3 separate regions of the Hordeum vulgare genome follow, and regions 2 and 3 are each linked to region 1. A link is a contact called in public Hi-C data. All regions are on one chromosome and are shown on one strand. The core of a region is the stretch at or near the end of the contact, and the rest is flanking DNA. Distances in the headings are between cores, read along the strand shown. Region 1 holds the start of LOC123445173 (protein BLISTER). Region 2 holds the start of LOC123445168 (ABC transporter B family member 26, chloroplastic). Region 3 holds the start of LOC123445171 (aldehyde dehydrogenase family 2 member C4-like).

Evidence for each region. Hi-C and Micro-C count contacts between places; a contact is called where the count stands out from the background.
Region 2: a Hi-C map of leaf shows a contact between it and region 1, with 3 times the contacts expected there. The contact joins the promoter of LOC123445168 here to the promoter of LOC123445173 in region 1. A contact is called at or near these places in 2 of 6 Hi-C or Micro-C datasets (leaf and seedling).
Region 3: a contact with region 1 is called in a Hi-C map of seedling, with 3 times the contacts expected there. The contact joins the promoter of LOC123445171 here to the promoter of LOC123445173 in region 1. A contact is called at or near these places in 2 of 6 Hi-C or Micro-C datasets (leaf and seedling) and 1 of 1 datasets of contacts at active chromatin or transcription factors (embryo).

What each region holds. Positions count from the first base shown.
Region 1 is chr3H:569,273,777-569,278,048 of MorexV3_pseudomolecules_assembly, reverse strand. LOC123445173 (protein BLISTER) reads right to left here and starts at 1,770. Exons shown (of 13, transcript XM_045122124.1): 1 at 1,394-1,770; 2 at 378-1,029; 3 at 1-279. The coding sequence starts at 1,465. It overlaps LOC123445172 (protein transport protein yos1-like), which reads left to right and starts at 4,187. Exons shown (of 3, transcript XM_045122121.1): 1 at 4,187-4,272.
Region 2 is chr3H:568,411,659-568,415,930 of MorexV3_pseudomolecules_assembly, reverse strand. LOC123445168 (ABC transporter B family member 26, chloroplastic) reads left to right here and starts at 2,486. Exons shown (of 18, transcript XM_045122117.1): 1 at 2,486-3,296; 2 at 3,389-3,513; 3 at 4,019-4,061; 4 at 4,167-4,211. The coding sequence starts at 2,919.
Region 3 is chr3H:568,456,557-568,460,828 of MorexV3_pseudomolecules_assembly, reverse strand. It overlaps LOC123445171 (aldehyde dehydrogenase family 2 member C4-like), which reads right to left and starts at 2,242. Exons shown (of 7, transcript XM_045122119.1): 1 at 2,053-2,242; 2 at 444-586; 3 at 1-321. The coding sequence starts at 2,152.

The DNA of each region.
Region 1 (4,272 bases), core at 521-3,020:
GTTCAATGTATGGGGCTTCTGCTGGAAGTGCTCTTTGTACCCCAATAGAGTCAAGAAAAGATGGCCGAGATCGATTGTATGCAGTTGGATAAGCAGTTGACAGAAAAGGATCCTGTTTATCAAAATTAGCAGATATGGAATCTGATGCATTCCGAAGCATTCCAATATCTGCATCATGATCTAAACCATCAGCGACCTTAGAACTACTAAAGATACTGCCATAGTCCCGGTTGCTGGTATATGCAGAGTGCCCTGCTTGGGAAGAGTCTTTGGAGGTAGCTGCAGAAAGGGAGAAACAAAGATTAAAAGATCTGCATAGTCAAGGCAGTCATCAGGCATTGTAGCCAACAAATATGAAAATAGAGCTTCAACCTTACCTTGTAAGCGGCCGAAGATATCATTTTCTGGGGAGTAATCCTGAGAGAAAGTGCTTTCAGACTTCCCAAAAAGGTTGCCGGATGAAAATGAACTGGATTGTTCGATACCATGTACTTGACTCGACGAAGAATTTCCTCCCCATTTTGACAAGACCTCGGTAGACTGGGAACCACTGTCAGTGTTTCCAAATGCACTTAATTTAGATGTTAAAGGGACATCCTTGTCAGGACTGGGATCTACCCTTTTACGGGCACTATCCCCTCTCCAATCATCGTGATGCCCATTAACTAGATCTGAATAGCTCAAGTTTCCATAGAACTTACTCCCTCCGTCATCAACGACATCTTGAATGGGGGGAACAGTACTAACATTAGCTGATGCATCTGCAACGACAGGACCATTCGACAGAAATTCCGCGACTCTGGAAGAAGTGGTCGGGCCATTCTCATAGGAAGCAGACGGCGCAGATGATGTGCTCGGTGTTGTGCTTGAGTCCAAATCAGACACCAAACCCTCTCCGGTGTTACCATTATTGGAATTTGGCAGGGGGGTCTCCACTACGCTGGGAACCACAGGCGCTGCCTGGTCTACTACAGCGGTGGTGGCGGCCTTCTTCGCAGCCTTCTTCTTCTTCTTACGGAACTCCTCCAGCTGGTTCAGAAAACAGGACAGTGTCATTCTGGAGCCAAGCTCTACTCAAAACCGTGCCGAATTGGCATTCAAGGTAAATCGGTGGCGTGCAGAATTCTAAATCTAAATAGCTAAATATACATGGTTTCAGGCTTTCAGCATGAGGGCGGCATGGTGGGAGCCGAATCTGGTGCCATTTGGCTTCTCTGCGATGAGCTGAAACGATTGTTTGAACTAGAATCGTGATGCTAGCTTGCTAAGCAATGCAGCACATCCAATTTCTCCTGTTCCGTCGGGCGCGGCGGGGGCCGAAATGGTGTTGATTGTCAAGCAATTGCCCGTGGCCGACGGGAACGTAAGCAACAGGCGACAACAAAGAACCTACCGCTTTCTTCCCGGCCTGGCGGCTCGCCTCGCGCGAGGACGCGACGTCGGTGGAGGCCGACGCCGACGCCATGGGCACCCGGCTCCTCCCGCCAACCCGGCAGCCCGAGCCGAATCTCGGCCAGATCTCCCGGAACCGCCCGCGGCCGGCCGGTGCAGCAGCCTCCGCCGCCGCCGATGGCGATCGGGCCCGAGGGGCGAGATCTGGCGGGCGACGGGGTCGGGGTCGGGGTCGGGATTGGGATCGGGGAGGGGAGGGATTCGGGGGGATTCGTGCTTCCGCCCCGGCGGCCCCCGAAATAATTTTCGGGCCTCGGCCTCGCCTTCCCCTTCTTATTTTTGGTGCGTGGCTCGTGCCGCTGCCGCTGCCCTCCCTCGTGGCCGGTCTCTGTGGAGTCGGACCATTTCCTTTTACTTTCTTTTCTCGGGTTGCTGCCTGCTGCTGCAGTGGTGCTGTTGCGTCGTCGCGGTCGCACGCCTGCTTTTGCTGGTGGTTTCTTCTCCGCGACTGCTGGGGTTCGGTTTCGGCTCGGCCGTCCACCACGTGGCAAACATGGCTCAGCTGTCTGCCTTCTTTCCTTTTGTTTTGGCAGTTGGCACTTTGAGGGGCCTCCCAAACCCATCTCGCCCGGACGGCTCAAACCCCGTAAAAAAAAGTCGTTCCAAACGGACACCTCAAACGTCCGACTGACCGGTGCCTTTCATATAGTGTAAAAATATGAAACGGAAATGGGGTACGCCTTGTAGGCCCACATATATTCCTCCCCATTTACTCGTGAGATAAAACCCTCGTCACTTTCCTCCATTCTTCATCCGCTCATCCGACCAAACACTAACCACTTCACTTCACTCATCCATCATCCAAGCTCACCTTCGACGATCTTCGGCCTTCTACGGCATGGCGAACATCGGATCTGACCCCGACCAGTCCGGATTCGTCGACCGGGGTGTCATCCCATGCGGGTTGGAGAATGCAATGGGCGTCTACATTGCACTCTGCCCCTTCCGAGAGGACAGCGCCCGACTAATGACGGGATATCCCGCACGACCCCATAGCGTCGGTTCAACGGATGCTCGAATTCTTTGGGACTGGATCATCTAGTCCTGACAGGCTTCAAAACTTTTCTTCCCCATCACCGTTCACGCGGAGTATGAGTCCCACCGGGCCCGTGTGCCCGTCGCGGGAAGAACAGGATAAGGGTCGTCATTCCGCGCCTGCATTGTGAAGAAGCGGCAACTGAGGGACACACGCGTCCTCATCCAAGAGCAGAATCGGACAACCCGTGAAATGGCCGGACTGCTCCCAAAGGAGTAGAAGGAGGACTATGACGGTGAGGGCAACTCCGACGACGACTAGATCCATCTCAGTCCGTACCTCGTCTTCAACTAATACTACCGCAAGAAAGACGACAAATAGCGCCAGGAATTTGTGAACTTTTTTCAACTGGAATGAACTTTTTGCAAAATTCATGAACTAATTTTCAGAATTGGTGAACTCTTTTCAAATTTGACGAATTTTTTTTCAAAATTGGTGAACTTTTTCAAAATAGATAAACTTTTTATTCGATGATCTCTTTTCAAAAATTGGTAAATGATTTTCAAAATTGATAAACTTTTTTCAAATTTGTGAACCGTTCTTTAAAATTGATGGCAAATCGATGAACATTGTAAAAACGATGATCATTTAACTCGTGGTTGTTTTGACTAGTTTTAATAATTTATTTTCATTTTTATGTTTTGCTTTCATATAAATAATTTTGGATGTATAGTACTTCCTCTATACCATAATATTTATTGTTGGAGATAAATAATCTAGTTTTTCTCAACAACAAGTATTTAGGAACATAGGGAGCAGTATATGTTAACTAAAGAAAGGGCCAAATAGTACTATGTCCTTACAATGGACAACTAAATTAGCCCGATATATTGGTTATTTGCTACTCGCTGTTTCAAAATAAATAAATAACTTTAGTATAAAGTTAAATCACTTATTTTGAAGGGAAATGTTACCTTTCAACCGACGGATTTTGCTTTTCGCGTCCACCGTCTCCTTTGTTCGCCACGTGGCCGAGCGGGACGAGCCGTTTCCTGAAACAACTCTATTGTTTCAGGATGTTGTTCCTGCAACTTAGGAGTAGTTGCAGAACGAGGAATCCAGGCATGGCGACGACGGCTTCCACGGGAAGAGCTCGCCGGCCGCCCCGCCGCCGGCCGCCTCGCCGCCTAGAGCTCGCCGGCCGCCCCGCCGCGTAGAGCTCGCCGGCCGCCCCGCCCCGCCGGCCGCCCCCGCCCCGCCGCCAAGAGTTTCCCTGCTCGCTAGTAGTGGTTCTGCAACTTGACCTTTGTTGCAAAAATTCCTGAAACATGATCTTTGTTGCAAAAAATTCTCCCGCAAAAACGAAGAAAAAAATCCTGCAACAAGCAAATTGTTTCTGAAACTCGACCGTTGTTTCGGGAATTAACAGATCCAAAGTTTATTTCTTGCAACAAAGCGAAAGTTTCCGCAACTCGAACGTCGTTTCAGAACCATGCGGCGGGGATGCAGGGCGTTAGATCGGCATCCGACGGTTAGCTAGGTGACGGATAATTTTTAGAAATCACCCGGCGGATGCATAGCGTTCCCCTATTTTGAAACGGAGGGAGTAGAACCGAGTTCCTAACTTCGAATCCTGTCTTCCTCCAATTTTTGTGAGGAATTAACCAGTTTCCTTTTGTTTCTTTTGCGGCTTCTGTGTTTCTTCCTGGGCCGGCCGGCCCACGAGGAGGGGCGCATAGGAGCTCCCGTTTCCGCGAGCCCGCACACGCGCGTGCAAAGTCTCGCATTTCCCCTGCTGCCCCCGACGCTCTCTTCCTCCTCTGGTGCGACACAGGTGGATCTCG
Region 2 (4,272 bases), core at 1,237-3,736, 860 kb after region 1:
GGCCAGGAACCTTCACAAGGTTGCAACAGCGGGTCTTCTAGCAAGTTTGGAACCTACGAGTGGCTGACCCATTTATCAGCTTGCTTGCTGTGGGAGCAGGACGTCCCCCGACTGGCCGGCGGCCCAGCAGGCATGCAGGTACTATAGCGCTTTTTCTGATTCTTTTTTGTTCTTGTTTTTTCGTTTTCCTATATTATTTTAAATTCCCTTTCCTTCTCTTAACTAGTATTATTTATTTTCTTTCGGCACGACATGTGTCTTGACAAGGAGAGCTCCTATTCGCCGCTTATTACGGCAAGTTCTAGAGCTTTCGCGCAGGGCGCCGCGCATCATGGGCCGGCCCATTTGCGGTAACTTCATGAAACAAAAACCCACAAACTATCTCTCACGCACAAACCCCGCTAGCCACCACAACAAACACGCCCCAGGTGATACATTTACAATGCGGAACTTAAAGAAACTAAAAGCAGAGAAAAAGGCAGTACGTGAAATTTCCAAAAAGTATTTTATAATACATTTTTTTAAATTCCGAAACATTTTTTCAGATTTCGGAACATTTTTAGTGAAAAATCCGAAACATTTTGATAAAAAATTGCAGAATATTTTTTCAAATTCCATAACATTTTTTCAAATGTCGGAACATTTTTTCAAATTCCGTAACAGTTTTTCAAATTCCAGAACATTTTCTCAAATTCGGATACATTTTTTCAAATTCAGGAACATTTTCTCTAATTCGGGAACATTTTTCAAATTCCGGAACATTTTCTCAAATTCGGGAACATTTTTCAAATTCCGGAACATTTTCTCAAATTCGGATACATTTTTTCAAATTCCGGAACATTTTCTCTAATTCGGGAACATTTTATTAAATTCCAGAACATTTTCTCAAATTCAGGAACATGTTTTCAAATTTCGTAACATTTTTTCAAATTTCGGAACATTTTTGAAACAGAAACAGAAAAAAACAGGAAAAAAACCCGGTTCAGGGATTCTTCTAGAAAGTTCCCAAAACAAGAAAAAACCGTCTGAAAAACTCTAGAAGGTTCCAAAACCAGGATCCATGAAAGTGTTAACGGGTCGGCCCAAACCCCGTCGCTCGCTCGCAACCTCGTGTGCGAAAAGGTCGACAATCTGCCGTAGAATGCGGCAGATAGGATTTTCCCTTATCTAGGCCTTGTCTTGTTCTGTCTCTCTGCCCTGAAGGACGTCCTAATGGGCCAGCCTATAACCATGCAGGAACATCAGTTTTTGTTCGTTCTTTTTTCTCTTTATATTTTCCAAATTATTATAAAAAAGGTAATGTACTTAAATTTGAAAAATTAGTGTGATTTTGAAAATTTTCAATACAATATGACGTTTGTGTTAATATGATTTTAAACAATATCATTATCATGCAAAATAAGACGTTCATGACATTTCAAAAATGTTCACGAGTTTCATCAAACATACATGATATTTTGGAAAAACGTATACAATGTAAACATATGAAAGTTCCTATAAGAGTTACAAAAATGACAAAAAAATTAAAATGATTAATTAATTTCAAAAATATATTCATGAATTTTAGAAAATATTTATATAATGTTCAAAGGATGTTCACATAGTTTCAGAAAAATGTTCTGTATCACTAAAGAAACATGTTCTCTACCATTCGAAAAAATATTTCAACGTGTATATGAAAAATGTTTAACATATATTGAGAAAAAAAAACATATATTTGAACAATGTTAAACATGTATAAAAATGATTTAGATGTTAAAAAAGCACAATGTGTATAAAAGATATACTCCCTCCGTTCCTAAATATAAGTCTTTGTAGAGATTTTACTACTGAACTACATACGGATGTATATAGACATACTTTAGAGTATACATTCAATCATTTTGCTTCGTATGTAAACATTTAGTGAAATCGCTTAAAAGACTTATATTTAGGAACGGAGGGAGTACATCATAACTTATATCTGAAGAAATCATGTATCTAAATATGGTTAAACGCGTACAGAACTGTCCCTTATGTACACGCAAAATGTACAGCGTGCATGAAAAAATAGGCTTGAGTTTCAAAGGATAACGGAGAAGGAAAATGAAAGAAAATCAGTAAAAACAAAGAAAGAAAAAGGATAAAGATCTAGAGTAAATAAAACCATGAAAAAAAACATGCAGATGGCGAACGCCAAAATATAAGAACACAGAGAAGAAAGAAGAAGAAACCATGCAGAGGCTGGCTCGCTGTGGTCGCGCAAAAGGCCAACTTGTGATGCATTTTGCAGTAAGCGAGACGTAGCTCCTGTAGGTAGCTTATCGCCCAACCATACCCAGGCCAGATGTAACCTTATCGCGTACGTACCTGGTGCCTCACTGCGCTCATCCATCCAAGAACAAAAAGAAGCCCATACGTTTCCGCGTAGGTGGGATAGTTCCACTTCCGGTTGCTTGCACTGCGCATAGATTTGAGTGCATAGCGCACGAGTTTCTGAGACTCCACGGCCGGGCCGGAAGGAAGAGAAACAAGTCAACAGCTGCTGTTTTCCCAATCCAAACCCGATTGCTCTCCACCAGAAATTCTGATGAGAAGTCGGCCGGAAGCTTTGGGAAAAAAAACAAGTCGGGAATTTCCACGGCCACACCGCAGCAACACGGATCACTTCCCCGGCCAACGCAAAAAACGAAAGGGGCAGGAAGAAACGGGGGAGATAAAAAAGGGATTTTTAAAAAGAGAAAGAAACGCAGAATAGCCGGCGAGCGGGCGGTGGACCGGTGGTAGACGCTGCGCCGCGCACGGAAGCCCCAACACCACCCGCACCCGCCCGTCCCGCAGCTCCGGCGAGGCCACGCTCGTCCTGTTCGTATCACCGCGCGGGGCCGGGCTCCGAATCGGATCGCGCGCGCGCGTGCGAGGGGGGGAGGGAGGGAGAAATGCCGCCGGCTCCGGCCGCGCTGCTCCTCGCGGCGCCCGCGGGGCTGTCGCTGGGCCTGGCGCCCTGGCGGCCACGCGCGCGGGCCCCGCCCAGGCTCCGGCTGCGGGCGGCGAGGATCCGGGCGGCGGCGACCGTCAACGGCGAGTTCGGCGGGCTCGGGAGGCGCCGCCTCGACGCCGGCGAGTTCATCGGCCGGCTCCGGAACGTGCTCCCGGGGGGCAGCTGGTGGCGCCTCGAGGACGACGAGGCCGGCGGGGCCGGCCGCGCCGAGGCCAGCGGGGCCACGGCCGCCTCCGCGCTCCGGCGGATGTGGGCCCTCGTCGCCGCCGACCGCTGGGTCATCTTCGCCGGCTTCGCCTCCCTCGTCTGCGCCGCGGTAATGCGGATTGCCTCCGCACGCGCGGTTCGGATAAGCTTTCGTTGGTTGGTGTGGCGCTGACTGCTGTGTGGTCGTGGTTGTGGTTGCAGCTCTCGGAGATCGCTATCCCCCATCTGCTCGCGGCCTCCATCTTCTCCGCGCAGAATGGAGGCGCCGTCTTCTACCGGAACGCCAAGCTCCTGGTTGTTCTCTGTTTGATTTCCGGAGTGTTCAGGTCAGTTCATTTCTTCCTTCAAACTCTTCTATCACTATACAAACCATGCCCATGCGACTATCTGTTATCATCGCATCTGGGGTGAAATAGACCTCTTGGACGTGTGCCCACACTTCACATTAGTAGGATCACCGTGAAATAGCTGATGATGCGAAAGAAACTCGAAATGTGCCGGTAATGGACAATCTAGGATTGAGGAAATGTTTCTAACTGTGATGAGCTTGAAAGCTGAGATGTTTCCAGTTGGATCAACGGTAGTATTAGTAGGATCTCTGTGAAATGCAAACTTAAATTTCGACATTGTATCGGTACTATCGCTGTGAAACAAAAACTTAAATTTCTGCAATGTACATTATAGCCAATTGCACATGCACAGGCAAGTTTGCAAACATGAAAACAAGGAGTTTTGTGAGATAATATGCACAGAACTAAAATGGTTTGCCTTCAGCATAGTTTTGTTAGTTATATTTCGGTTGCTTATTTAGCTCGTCTCCCCCTTTTGCAGTGGCGTGCGAAGCTGCTGTTTTGGTATTGCCAACATGATATTGGTAAAACCATGTTAGATTTTATGTAATTTAACAAGTCTATTCCTTCCAGGTTGCCTTTTGGTTTGATCAGGCTCTTACAATCATTATCTCAACTATTTTTCTTAGGTTAAACGAATGAGAGAAATGCTATTTGATTCCATCCTTTCTCAGGTAAAAACAGAAGGGAACAATATTTGGGTTGCCTGAAGAACTAGTGCAAATGATACCTTTG
Region 3 (4,272 bases), core at 993-3,492, 820 kb after region 1:
CATGGTGCACCCGGCGGCGAGCGCGGGGCTGACCTTGAAGAAGAACATGGTGGTGGGGTAGTTCCAGGGCACGATGTGGCCCACGACGCCGACGGGCTCCTTGAGCGTGTACCCGTGCAGCGGCCGCGCCATCTTGAGCGTCTCGCCGTGGATCTTGTCGGCGGCACCGGCGTAGTACCGGAGCAGGTTGGCGCCTCCGGGGATGTCCACCAGCTTGCCCATCTGGAACAGCTTGCCGGCGTCCACCGTGTCCAGCGCCGCCAGCTCCTCCACGTGCTGGTCGACCAGGTCGGCGAACTTGTGCAGGATCCTTGCCCTTGCCTGCCCTCGCGCCATGTTAGTTATCGGCGGGAAAAGAAGCCGCGATTTTGAAAACAGTCGACTATAAATTTATGGTAGATAGGCCCAAAATGTCAATCGATGGGCCGGAACATATCACGTACGCAGCCGGGCATTCTGGGCCAGGGGCCGTTGTCGAAGGCGTCGCGGGCGGCCTTCACGGCGAGGTCGATGTCGGCCTTGTCTCCCTCGGCGATCCTGGCGATCACCTCGCCGGTGCGTGGGTCCCGGGTCTCGAACGTCTTGCCTGTTTGCATGCATAAGCGTACGGGTTCAGCTAATGAAATGAAATACAGTCAAGAAAAGTAAGGCAATCTTAATGCAGATACCTTGGGGCAGCATGTATTATGTGATCCTAATGCAGTGCTTTCATGTACGAGCAAGTACAATAAGGTACAATCGGCAGGCTGTAAGGATTAAAATACTATATTTTTTAAATGAGAGAGAAGATGAGAGAGAAGAAAAACAGGCTCTTCGTGAAGAGCTAGCTTTAGCACATGCTTTTAGGTACTTTGTAAGAATGAAATGTAGACCATATATGATAAAAGTAGTACTCTTTTATAACTAACTACTGTACAAGCTAGCTATAAGATAGGCTATAAGATGACTTATAGCCAGCAGTGGGAGGAGAGAGACAAAGTGTGCGAGCCCCACACGGATATGCTTCGGGCGCGAGGCATCGTAATTTTTGTTAGTGGTCTTACCATGATATGATGGTGAAGTTAGTCTTATTCCCACTATAAAAAAGAAGTGGTGACATGGCTCGAGTTACGCCCGTACGTGTAACCATCAAGAATTTCCATCAGAGCAGCAACAAGGTTACAAAACTGTTAGCGATCGACTCGAGGACATCGCAAGCAACAAAAGAAAACCTCGAGGACAGCGCAAGCAACAAAGACGAGCTAGGACCGGCGGACGAGAGATATTCGCCACATCGATGGGGCCGGCGTGCGCATGACGAAAGATACTCGTCGGATTGGACACTGTCGATTATCCCAAGATTAATCTGGTATCCATCCATTTGTCGTAATCTTTGTTGATCATACTGTCAGCAGTTGGTCATGTCCCCGCCCCTTGGCCTGCCTGGCCTCGCCGCCGGTGCTTCTCCTCCGGGCACCCTCTGCTCTCGGTCTCCGCCGTCTTCGCGCTGCCGCGTCGGGTCCTCTCCGCTGGGCGCACGTGTTTTGCCTATCCAAGATCCACGCTGCTACGAGCTGCCTCCGCCACACGCTGCCCATCCTCCCCGCTTGCCGCCCGCTCGCCCTGCTCCACGTCTACCACCATCCCGCCATCGCCATCGCCATCTGCTGCTGCGGCCTCGCTCTCATCCCTCAGTGTCTCACGCAGGTAGCACTCAGCAGCGGCGGCGCCTCGCGCCTCCCACGAGCAGCGGGACGCGCTCGCATGCACTCCCTAGCGCCGACCGTCCTCCATGGTGCAGGCGCGCACACGCTCCTCTACTCGGGTGGCCTCCCCTGCTCCGGAGCTGCCGCCTCCCTCGCTCCCTCTCTCTCTATTCCCTGGTATGCAGGGGAGTTGGGGCTCCAGATCGGAGGGACCGGTAAGACGGCGAGGTAATCGGAGCGCCGCTGAAAGAATTTTTTCGCTTTTCTACCCCAAGACAACGACCGGCGGAGGCAGCCGCGGCGCTGCTGGACTCGTCCACACCTACGCGACCGCCGCGGGAAAAAAAGGAGAGGAAGCTCTGCGTACCTGAAGCTGCGTCGACGAACTGGCCATTGATGAAGAGCTTGGTGAACTTGATGTCCAGTTCCGGCACCTCAAACCCCTGGCCGCCGTTCGCTGCCGCCATCGACGTCGCCCGTTCCCTTCGCTTCGTCCCTTGGCCTACGTGGAGAGAGGGGAAGGAGGTTGTGTTTGTGTGCGCTACGGCGGAACGGGGTTTGGCCGTTTTAAAGCACGAGGGGGGGATGGGAGGGAAACCAAGTGACAAGCAGCCAAATGTGGCAGACTTGTTGACCCTGGACTTTGGGTGTATTTGTGTGCGAGCAACATGTGTACATGTCTCCACCTCCCATCGTATTCTGCCCTTCCCTTTTACATACACGATTGTAATGCCGTGTGTTTGGTTGATTGCGGGAGATTCATGTAGGCTCTCACGAAAAAGATTTTTGGGTCGCACTATATCTATATCTTTTCTGAATCATACTTATATATCTATATCTATCTCTACAAGGATTTTGGCGTTGAGTTAAAAAAAAGAGGATTTTTGCGTCGCTTCTGCTATATCTATATCTTTTTTTTTCCAAATCATACCTATATCTATATCTATCCCTATCTTTATCTATTTATCTCTACATCTCTATCTATCTATCTATCTATACCAATTAATAAAAGGAGGTCGAATAGCTTTTGCTTATGTTACATGGGGGTTTGCCTTTGAATTAGTAGGCCCACACGCTAGCGAGCAGACAATTAACAAGCCCCTTTGTAAATAAATAGTGAGGTGTGGGATTGTGTGGCATGAATTACGTACGTAAGTAAAGCTGGATATGTTCGACCCATCAGGAGTCAAGTCTTCGTGTTTGCATTATTTCTGAATTTATTTCAGGATTTTCGATGATACATTTTTAGTGGAAGGAGATGTTTCCTTCGACGACGAGGCGTCTACGGTTACTTCGTAAATCTCAAAATGATATGTCGGTTTAGTCTTTCGTAGGTGCTTATAGGAATAGGGTGTACGTATATGCGTTTATAGAGGTCAGTGTATGCACGTGTATACGAACGATTGTATCTCTACTCTGTTAAAAAAATGGCCACAAGTTGAATAAGGGGGAAACGACATCCAAAACATGCATTTCTATCGGACGCGACCGGATATAAGCAGGAGTGGTTTTTTTTTTTGCTATGTACGAAGCAAGTAGGGTTAATAAAAAACGCACAAAAAAAGACAAATTATGGTCAACACAGGAGAAGACAGACATTTTTTTTTTGCTATTAGTTTTCATAAAAGAACTTATTTTACCGTTTCTATTTGGTCTTTATATACATACATAGACTATATTAAATATTTAGTTCGCACAGTCTTCTATAGCGCAATTTCTGCCTTAGGTATTTTAGTGTTGATCATAATGCAATTTGCGACTAGCTTTATGTCTAAGCTATTGAAAAGAGCGAAGATGGCATTTTTGACGCATTTTAACTTTTTGGTCGTAGAAAATCAATACTATTTAAAAGGGTTATATAAGAAGGTACAGGTGAATTAAACACGTACATAGCAACATATTGTACCATCATATTGCCTTTTGTTTGAGGAGAGAGACTCACATTCAACCTACTGCAGAAATTCTGCTCCGAGCGATCGTACGGCTAGAGTGGGCGGTTGTACCGCATGTCCGGTTCTTCCGGACAACTACTGCCCGAGGTGTGATTCCCTCGAGTTAGGCGGTACTAAGGTGGTGGCTGAGCGGTTCTACCACTGCTCATAGTGATTCTACCGCTTGGGACTCATCACTTCCCCAGCATTACTAGGCGGTTGTTCCAGCCCATGTACCACCCCTTGCATCAATAAAAGGGTAAATCTTTCGGTTATGTGGGTCATACAGGGCGGTGTTCATCGTTTGTTCTAGTGCTGACTTGACGCTGCAATAGTATCAGGGTCAGGAGCGGTTGTACCGCTCCACACTTAGTGGCCATCTGAGACTAAATACCCGCGGTTGTACGGACACATGTACCGCCCAACCACAACGAGTAGGGTAGTTCCACTCTAGTCTTGGGTGCGGTATCGGACACCGGGTATGCAATTGTTCTGGTTTATTTACATAAACCGGTACAACCGAATGATGGCCTGCAAGTGCAGAGGGTTAAGTTGTAACCGTTTTGAATTAAGAGTATCGATCCGACATAGAGCACATGAATCAATCTTTGGTCCTTTGCAAGGTACAAATAATGTGCCTAGAAATTATAAGTGAT